Linked DNA regions of Mus musculus: region 1 is linked to region 2. The links are chromatin contacts, called in public Hi-C maps. All regions are on one chromosome and are shown on one strand. The core of a region is the stretch at or near the end of the contact, and the rest is flanking DNA. Distances in the headings are between cores, read along the strand shown. Region 1 overlaps Gab1 (growth factor receptor bound protein 2-associated protein 1). Region 2 holds the start of Gypa (glycophorin A).

Region 1 (4,914 bases), core at 833-3,332, 370 kb before region 2:
CTCGTTTAGTGAGGGGGGTATTATTTGAAAGTTATAATGGACCTGACAAATTCTCCCTGATAATTTCTGGTTTAAGTGTGTTGAAGCATTGAGAAAAAGTGACAGGGAGCACTGAGTACTGGCGAAAGCAGTACAATCTAGTGCTACTGTTACCTAAAGCCTCCTCATGGGGTATGTAGGCCATTTACCACCCAGAAAAGGGCCAGAATCAACTAGATTTTTGGGAGTAGTATCCTCATTTTTTGTTCTGTACGAACTTGTCAAGGGTCAAACTTCTCAGCGTACAGTGCTCTAGACAAGAGCAGCGAGCCATGTGGTTCGGGCAGCAGCAGCAAGCTACGTAGTGTCATTTTCAAGTTGATTTTCATAATGGCCCACAGAAAGCGCAGAAAACGAGAGTGTGTACTTATTCCATCCATTGTGACATTTAGTCGTCCTTTGTGTTTGTGGCAGGGTTTGATGTCCCTGAAGGTATCTATGCTTTGTCTAAAGCATAGTGTGGGACCTTGTGCGATCGCTTGAACAGTATAACCAAGTAGCTGTAGACTTTTGGGCCCAGAATTCTAAATCACCTTGTCCAGTTTCTCCTTAGCTTTTTGATTCCTTCCTCTTGGTGTGTTCAATGCCCTCTGGCTTTTCATTTACTGTGCCTTTGATTTGCACAGCAAAAACATTTACTATTGAATATTCTTTTTTTTTTCAGTTGTTACATCTCTGTCCTGGTGGAGAAGAGTCCGACCCCCCCTTTTTTTTTTACGGGGAATGAAAATGAGCCTCAGGGAGACTAATCGATTTGTCCAAGGTCACACAACATAACCAGCTGTCCCACCAGGGTCAGATGTGTCATGGCTCAGGGCAAATCCTTTAGTTACCCAGTGAGAGCTGAGGGTAAGCAAGGCACTGTGGAAAACTATAAAGAAGAGGCCAAGGGGGCATTGCTGTCACCTTCAAGAGGTTATATGTTCATAGAGGACCTGGGATGTGCTGCTCACACTCAGAATCCTATGGTGACTCATCCTGAGATGAGTATGAGATGCACTCACAGAATTCAGCAAAAAGGGATTGATTCAGAAGTTCAGGAAGACTTCGTAAGAGGAACATTTTTTTCAGAGCTTAATTAGGGACACTTTCAGAAGTAGGAGCAGGGCTACAGTACTCAGTTACATGGTTCCCTTTTCTAGCCACCCTTGAATTGGTTATGTAGGTGTAGCTGCTGGCTCTCTCGACAGTCAGAGCCGTTGCCACCAACTCCTACCATGGAGCCTCGTCTTATCAGTGTGGGGATAACTATAGTTCTTCCATGAAATTCTTGGGTGTGTTGAGGGACGTAGGTTGTAGTCTGCTTAAGTCCTGGAATCCCTAAGCACTCCAGTCCTGTTTTGTTTTTATCCATTGTGAGACTGTATACTCCTTGAAAGTTTAATAAAAGCCCTGTGCTCAGGTGGTCTGCCACATCAGCTTTAAAGAAAGACTTCTGCCACTAAGCGTGATGATCCACACTCGATCCCCAGAACCCACATAGCTGAAGAAGAAACGGTCTCTGGCCTTCTTCTCATGCCCACAGTGTGGCATACAACATAGTAATGTTAAAACAAAACAAAAGGCCCTGAGCGCTCAGTTTCATCAGAACTTTTAGAACTTTTAGAAACTTACAAGTGTTATAACTTGTAGGATTTCTGACCTGTGAAACCTGTCTGTGAGTCTCTCTGCGTAGTTACAGGCCTTCCAGTTTTATGCTGATAATCTGCGGCTTCTCTCCACCCAGTCTTATGGGTCCAGCTGCTTAGATGGTCTACAGAAGTGCCAAGGGCCCATGCCAGCATTTTACCCTTCAGACTTGGTCTCCCTGTTGCGCCCTCAAGTGGACAGTGCTGAGCTACCCTTCTTCAGTGGCTTGAGAATACTGGTTTCCTTATTCTGCACACGCAGTAACCAAAACAAACCCTGTCAGTTTACCACCTCAGTGGCTCTCGACTGTTGGCCCTCTCCTGCCTTTGTTTGGAATGCTGGAGCTGTTAACTGGTCTCTCAGTACAGCCTTGCAAAGATCTCTTTGTGAACAGAGCCAGGCAGCTTTTCTGAACTGAAAAGCTCTGGACTGACGTTGTTGGTTCTGCTGTGTCGCTGTGCTCTTAGTAGCGCCTAGGCCTTTCCCCTTGGCTCAGCAGGGTTAGTGGTCATGTGGCATTGGCACATCTGTCCAGGACACATGCTGCCACATCCCTCATTCAGCCACTGCCTCAGCTTTGCCGGACTTTTGTGTCCCCACTTGTCCCCAAGACCTGTTATTCTGGGCTAGCCCCCTCCAGGAAGTCTTGGCCTTCTTTTTCACTCTACACCGAGACTAACTTCTGCTGCTTCTCCTCTCTGCCAGCTTCCCCTGGTCTCCATCACCAGCACAGACACAGTGTGCAAGACTGTTGTGTCGTTAGCATAAACTGGCCGCTCTTGGTTGTACTGACTTCTGCAACTGCTCATCTCAAACTGTGTATGGTATGGTGGGTAGCAGGCACTGCGACTTCTGTGAGTCCAGCTACTCCTCCTCGCGTGGGATCGCCTTGTGTATGAAATTTAAGACTAGCTGTAGTAGCACCTGTTCCTAATCTCAACACTTGGGAAGCCGAGGCAGGATGACTTCACGTTGGAGAGCAGTGGGGGCTACAGAACAAGTTCCAGGCTGGCCATGGATGCAGAGTGAAAGCCTTTGCCAACAAACCAAAAACAAGCAAACAGAAAATGGAAAATTAGGTAAAGGTGTTTGCCTAAAGGCTGAAGACCTCAGTGTGATAGGTTGGGAGAAAAATTGTATGATCGTTACACAAACAGATGTAACGGGAGAAAGCAAAAATCATATTTTGAAATATAAATATAATCTGAGCTCAATTTTGTTAAAGTATCATGGTCACCAAACACTGTTTCTTATGTGTGTGGTGGGTACATCGATGTTGAATGAACAGAAATACTTTGCAGATAAAGTCCACAGCATATGTCAGCTGATGGATTGGGACAAAGGCAAGACAACTACTCAGCTCTTCAGTTACCTGACACTTTTGTAATCACCCAGGTGGCTCTCAAAGAATAATCCTAAAATGTCATTGTGTAGTCCCTGGGAATAGAACCAGTCTCAGGAAATTAGACACACTTAACACACATATACTCACTACCTTATAATATATATTTAAGAGTAAGAATCGGGGCTGGTGAGATGGCTCAGTGGGTAAGAGCACCCGACTGCTCTTCCAAAGGTCCAGAGTTCAAATCCCAGCAACCACATGGTGGCTCACAACCATCCGTAACGAGATCTGACTCCCTCTTCTGGAGTGTCTGAAGACAGCTACAATGTACTTACATATAATAAATAAATAAATCTTTAAAAAAAAAAAAAAAAAAAGAGTAAGAATCATTGAGAAGTTTCTGATTTCAAAACGATTCCCTGAGTTGGCTTACTAACAGGCATATTTCTTGAGACGTTTTGACATAGATTTGTGTAGGGCTGGGATGCCTGTTTTGCTGTGTCTGAAGACAGATTTCTCTTGCAGCATTTAGTAGAGTCAGGACTGAAACGCCTGGGTAAACCATTGCCTCCCTGCACCCACCCCCACCCACCGCGAGACGTGGTGAGCTGCCTTCTATAGAGAAGCTCTCTCTAGGCCTCGTCCTTACACTCCTGCTCTCTGTTGGCCTTACTTCCCCTGTGCTTCAGCTACAAGCTGCAGTTCAGATGCAGAGTCCTGTTGTATGCCTGGAGTCAAAGCATTGTTTTTACCCTGGTAAAGTTGAGAAGAACAGACATTTGAGAGGCTGACCAGAAGCTCTCTCCAGTGAAGAATCAAAACCCAATACTCATTTTGCCTCACTCTCCTAGCTAGAGCGCAGCCTGTTGTTTGGGGGTGGGGTGCTGAGTCATGCTTTTATTCATGAGTTTATCCATGCTTTTTTATTACCTCTGCTGGCAGATCACCATCCATTGTTCATGAGCCGCCCAGCTTGTTGACTTTTATAAGTTACATGTAATCAAGCCCTCTTGCAGGTCTGGCTACCATAACTGGCAGTCCCACCAAGCCGGGCTGACCAGTCTGCATTTGTGCTGACTCCCATGTTGGGTATCTGTTCTGCTCGCCAAGTGCCCTTGCCTCCTCCACCTGTACTGCCGATGGAAGAGAAGACACCTGCTTGGGGGTTGGGGGGGGGGGGAGCTTGCAGATGTAATGGGACACCTCCACAGAACTTGGTGGAGAGCTCATTGTCCTTTAGTTTAGGATAAATGAAGGGTTTGAGGGAGTTCGTGATGTCACCTGGGTCACTTCTAAAGGAAGGCTTGCTGTTTTCTTCATTCCCTTTTCCTAGCTGATGACTTAGCAAGTATAGGTAAAGTCCAGAAACTTTGAAAAACAAAAGGTAAGCGCTGTGTTAGAGCGATGGCTGGGCAGTAAGGAGTACTTGCTGCTTTTCTAGATGAGGGTTTTTGTTTCCCCACAGTTTGTTTCGGTGGCTCATGGCTGCCTGTGGCTCTCAGCTCCAGGGGATCTGCCCATCACACATGTGGCATATACATACACAGGCAAAAAAACCACATGCACATAGATAGAATAACTTTTAAAAAGCAAATGTTTATATATTTTATGTATATCTGTGCTGTTTGTGGATATACATATTTGTGTATGTACATATGTGTGTACCATGGAGGAGAAAGGTCTATGCCAATATCTTCAGTTGCTCTCCACTCTGTCTGTCTGTCTGTCTGTCTGTCTGTCTATCTATCTGAGGCAGTATCTCTCACTAACCTGGAACACACTAATTGTCTAGACCAGATGGTCAGTAGGTCCCAGGAATCCCCCTGCCTCTGATTTTTCTTCATTAAAGTTACTGATGTACACTCACATACCTGGCTTTTTAAAATGTGGCTACTGGGGGG
Region 2 (4,601 bases), core at 538-3,037:
ATATATTGAAAGGGTGTGAAATGAGCACCCAAAGATACCTGATATCCACATGTTCTGCTGATCACAGCTCTAGTCGGGTGGACTGAAATACAAAGGCAGCCAGGGACCTCACATGATACAGAGACATCATGGTGTACTACTATGGCTAGTCATGGCTACCATAGCGAGCACCTATTTTAATGGTACTTAGCTCAGCCCTTATGCGGTTATTACGAGATCAGTATCAGCATTGCCTGCATTTTATAGATGAGGCCAAGATAGGGCCAATGATTTGCCTCAGGTATACCAGACTTAGATTTGAATTCACTTCTGTTTCTTGTGCCCGTGTTCCTTTTTTTTTTTTTTAGCAATCTCTTTTTTTCTTCTTCTTTTTTTAATTAGGTATTTTCCTCGTTTACATTTTCAATGCTATCCCAAAGGTCCCCCATACCCACCCCCCCAATCCCCTACCCACCCACTCCCCCTTTTTGGCCCTGGCGTTCCCCTGTACTGGGGCATATAAAGTTTGCAAGTCCAATGGGCCTCTCTTTGCAGTGATGGCCGACTAGGCCATCTTTTGATACATATGCAGCTAAAGACAAGAGCTCCCGGGTACTGGTTAGTTCATATTGTTGTTCCACCTATAGGGTTGCAGTTCCCTTTAGCTCCTTGGGTAATTTCTCTAGCTCCTCCACTGGGGGCCGTGTGACCCATCCAATAGCTGACTGTGATCATCCACTTCTGTGTTTACTAGGCCCCACATTGTGCCCGTGTTCCTAACGCTTGCCTCATACCCTCTGCCAGGGAGACTGAATCTCACCCAGTGTCCTACAGAGAGCTCAGCACTTCTCTGCTGTCCACCCTGACTCAGGCCGTAGCTGTGCCATGGATGAAATATGCTCCCCCCCCCCTCGCCTGGGCTATGTGTTTCTAACACAGAGTCACTCACTGTGTTTGAGAGAACATGGCTTAAAATATCCTCAGGAGGCCAAAAGTAAGGCTACTTTAAAATATTTTATTTTATATTATATTATATTTATTTTATTTTATATTATATTTATTTTATTATATCAATTTATCTTAATAATTTTTAAAATTTAAATTTCGATTAAAATTTTAAAAATATTAAATTAAAATTTTAATTATTTTAATAAATTAAATTATTTTAATAAATTAAATTAAATTATATTAATTTATTTTAAAAACATATTACTTTGGATTCAGCCCAGCCATAGAGCAATTAGAAAGGTTTTTGTGGTTATTGTTGTTTTTGTTGTTGTTTTCTTAGTAACAGTAGTAACAGTTCCACAAAGAGAAACCCCTCAGTTTCATGCTGACAGCTTGTCTCCTCTCAGCAGGAGAAACTGGTTATACTAGTTTTGAAAAAGAAAGGGCATAAGTCTACCCTAACCTTCACCAGTTAACCTTAGCTTAGAAATAAGTCTCTTCATAGCCCCAAGCGAAGTAACATGGTTATTTATGTAACGATATTACTTACACTTGATACAAGTTTACTGCTATCTAGGGTTAGAATCAAAGGCATTTCTTAGACTGGGGAACTGCTATTCAGGCACAAATGGTTGTGGGCTGCAGTGTGCCACTCCTGTCCCTAGCTGAATCCTATTTAAACACACCCTCCAGACTGAAACTGAATGTACTACTCAGTCATTGGTTCAGTTAAGTAAGAAAACCAGCATTGGGGCAATTCATAGTTTAAATAAGTCATCGAGAATAAAATATCATCAAGCTGAAAATATTCACTCACCTGATGTTGTCACAGCAGCTGTGCTCTCGGTCATACTGGGAGTGTCTGTCAGCCTTAGGAAGGCCTTGCCTACCTCCTGGTATCTCTCAGGCCCACCTTCCCGGGGCCTCTATCCGTTGACACACATTGGCTAGCATTTAAATGATGCAACATTATTTAGTGTCTGTTAATAAAGATAACTAGAGGTCTGCATAACTGCGAGGACCAGAGTGGAATTAAAATCTTTGTTCCAAAGAATTGCCTGCTGTGTTAAATTTACTTCATGTAAACGAAGTGAGCACCACAAGGCAGCACCAAGGACCACTCAACTGGACATAGAGACTGCAGAGGTCAGGGCAGGCGCTGGACTTGGAGAGTAGGAGTGTTTCTAATGCGGGGGTCCCTATGATCCCTTAAGAAAGTGGCTTCTTGTGTACGAACTGCATGCATTGAAAACTTTACACAATGTTTGCGAACTCTGAGGTTTGAAAGGCTGTCAAGCTCGTGACAGCTCAAAGAGTAATGAAAGAAACGTGAGTCGGGAGAAATCTTCCAGGAAAGTGGAATTCGAACTGAACTGCAGTGTCCGTGTGGCTATAAAAGCAGTTACGTGCTTTACAATGCTTTAAAATGCTCTGTTGCTCAGTGACCGTGAGGCAATCCCCAAATAACAAAAGTAAACGCTAGAAAACAAGACCAGGCAAACCCCAGTCACCCTGAAAGCATAAAGGGAGTGTGTGTAGCGCTGAGCAGAAGCAGGAAGCCCGACCACAGCGGAGACAAACTCCAGGCAGATACCGGCTTGGGCTCAGGACATAGGAGAAGAGTAGCTTTGATTCGAAAGTCTTTGGAAATCAGCCCTTATTAAGCTGCGGAGCGGGAGCTGACCACCAGCTAATAGAGAATTGCGGTTCTTTCTGGTGTCCTTGATGCGTCCTCCCCTCCCCCCCCGCCCCCGAATTTAAAGAAATGCAAAAGCTGGTGGCTTCTCAGGTTGAAAATTCGAGTGTGTGGAAATGGAGACACGTGGCGACCTCTAGTGGCTGTTCTGCATAATAGAAACGAAATGTGGAAACAAAACAAAACAAGAAAACACAACTGGAGAAAACATCAAGTCTTTCCCTTCCTCTTCGTTGTCCAGGAGTATCATCAGGTCGTATCTATGACTTACATCCCACAAATGTGTCAGGCAAGCACAACTGTGTTTTGAGAATTTTGAGCCAGCGTCTGAAGATTAAACAATTGTGTTTGAGACATGCAATCTGACAGAGATCTCATCAGGTTGGTTCTGTATGTGCTTGGCTACTTTTCTCTAAGTAGTATTGGGCCAGTCACTGCAGCGCCATGCAGAAACACAAGCTACGATGTTGGAGAGGAGGAAAATAGTTTGGATCCTTGAGCTCTGTCCGACGTCTATCGTCCTTGTTTTAGCCGTTCATTTCTGCCTACGAGTATCTGCCAGCTACCTCTGCTTCAGATGATTGCTACAGGTGATTCCTGCCGATCTCAACAGGAGGGCGAGACTTTTATGGTTTTTTTTTTCCCACGGGAGTTCGCACCTTGTCTCTGTGTTCCTATAGAATGTTCAAACTACTTCCTGTTTTATTTTCTTCATCCAAATGCTTTTTTAAACTTAAGGAAACGCAAGATTATACACATATGACACTCAAAATGACCCACTTGGGGAGGAAGGGGGCAGACGCAAGAGCCAAGGAGTGGACAAGTTTGCAACATAGCCCATGCTTATTCCCATAGGAAGCTGTGAGATTTCTTTAAGGATGAATTTATTCATCATTGATCAAAAGGAGGTATACTTCAATTAAAAAACAGGGTATTAAATGGAAAAAAAACAAGATTATTCTTTGTTTTGTTTTGTGTGTGTGGTTTTGACAGGATAGTAAATGGAGACAAAAAAACAGATTAGTCTTTGCTTCTTTGTGGTTCTGACAGGCTTCAACTCAGGGATGAAAATGGAGGATGGATTGGGAAGAACGGAGGGAGGGGTCAGGATCCACAGCCAGCCTACCTGCTTTCTTGGCTTGAGTGGTCTGTGGGTTCCCAGGAAATGCCTGCTGGGGCTAGGGCATCAGATAATGCCATGAGTCCAGGGAGAGAGTTCTGGATGGAAAGATTTGTGTGATCCAATGAGGGCCATGGCAGGTGGTCTCTGCAGCATTAGAGATGAGACTGGGGATTAGATTTAGGACAGAGGTTGGCTAGATGAATGTCTGCAGTGAGTCTACTTGCTTCTCTGGTTATAGTTGTATATTGGAGTTTGGTGTTGGGATAAGATAGCCAGAGGAGATCTTTGAAATTCATTAGAGGAGGCAGAGATGAAAGAGGGACCTCTGCTGGTGGTCTCCTGTAGAAGTTAGAAGGAGAATGTCCAGTTGGAGTTGAGAGTGGAGGAAGAGGGAAAGGTCTACCTCCTTCTTTCTCCAGAGTCCCAACATTATATTTTAAGAAAGGTTTTCTGATAACATCCCAGAGAAGAATTTATTCAGTTTCTGGATTTAAATGCTTTTCGTTTTTCTTTAGTTTTTGAAGGATACTCTAACTTTGTACAGATTTGTAAGTGTCTATGATTTTCTTTTGTTACTTTAAAAGTGCATTCTTTGTTGAAGTCAAAGACACCTCTCTCACCTCAAAGGGAATAGGAGATTATTTCAGACCTAAATATGAGTGACTGTAGCCTGGGAGCATATATGTAGGTTACCTACAAATACCACATTCCAGTGTGGAAACAATCTCATGAAGTGTTTGTAGTAAAAAAAGAAAGTCTTAAGCCATGGCCTTTGTACAATGTGTTGGTGGAAGCACGAGGTAGGTGGGGTCTAGCCGAGTGGGGAACCTGCTGTAGTCCTCAGTTGCATTTATT

What was found. Hi-C and Micro-C count contacts between places; a contact is called where the count stands out from the background.
Region 1: a Hi-C map of the G1E-ER4 cell line shows a contact between it and region 2, with 2.6 times the contacts expected there. The contact joins the enhancer-like site here to the promoter of Gypa in region 2. A contact is called at or near these places in 5 of 484 Hi-C or Micro-C datasets (B cells, the G1E-ER4 cell line, brown adipocytes and 1 more).

The regions. Positions count from the first base shown.
Region 1 is chr8:80,862,634-80,867,547 of GRCm38.p6, reverse strand. The region is part of intron 1 of Gab1 (growth factor receptor bound protein 2-associated protein 1); the gene reads left to right. Among named protein-coding and RNA genes, the nearest start is that of Gab1, 15 kb to the left of the region's middle. Within about 2 kb of position 2,082, at least 45 of the 459 cell types and tissues checked have an H3K27ac peak or open chromatin away from gene starts, as enhancers often do. A contact at or near this core is called in the G1E-ER4 cell line, where this site is marked.
Region 2 is chr8:80,491,231-80,495,831 of GRCm38.p6, reverse strand. It overlaps Gypa (glycophorin A), which reads right to left and starts at 1,787. Exons shown (of 8, transcript NM_010369.3): 1 at 1,745-1,787. The coding sequence starts at 1,778. RefSeq lists a cis regulatory region at 1,883-2,065.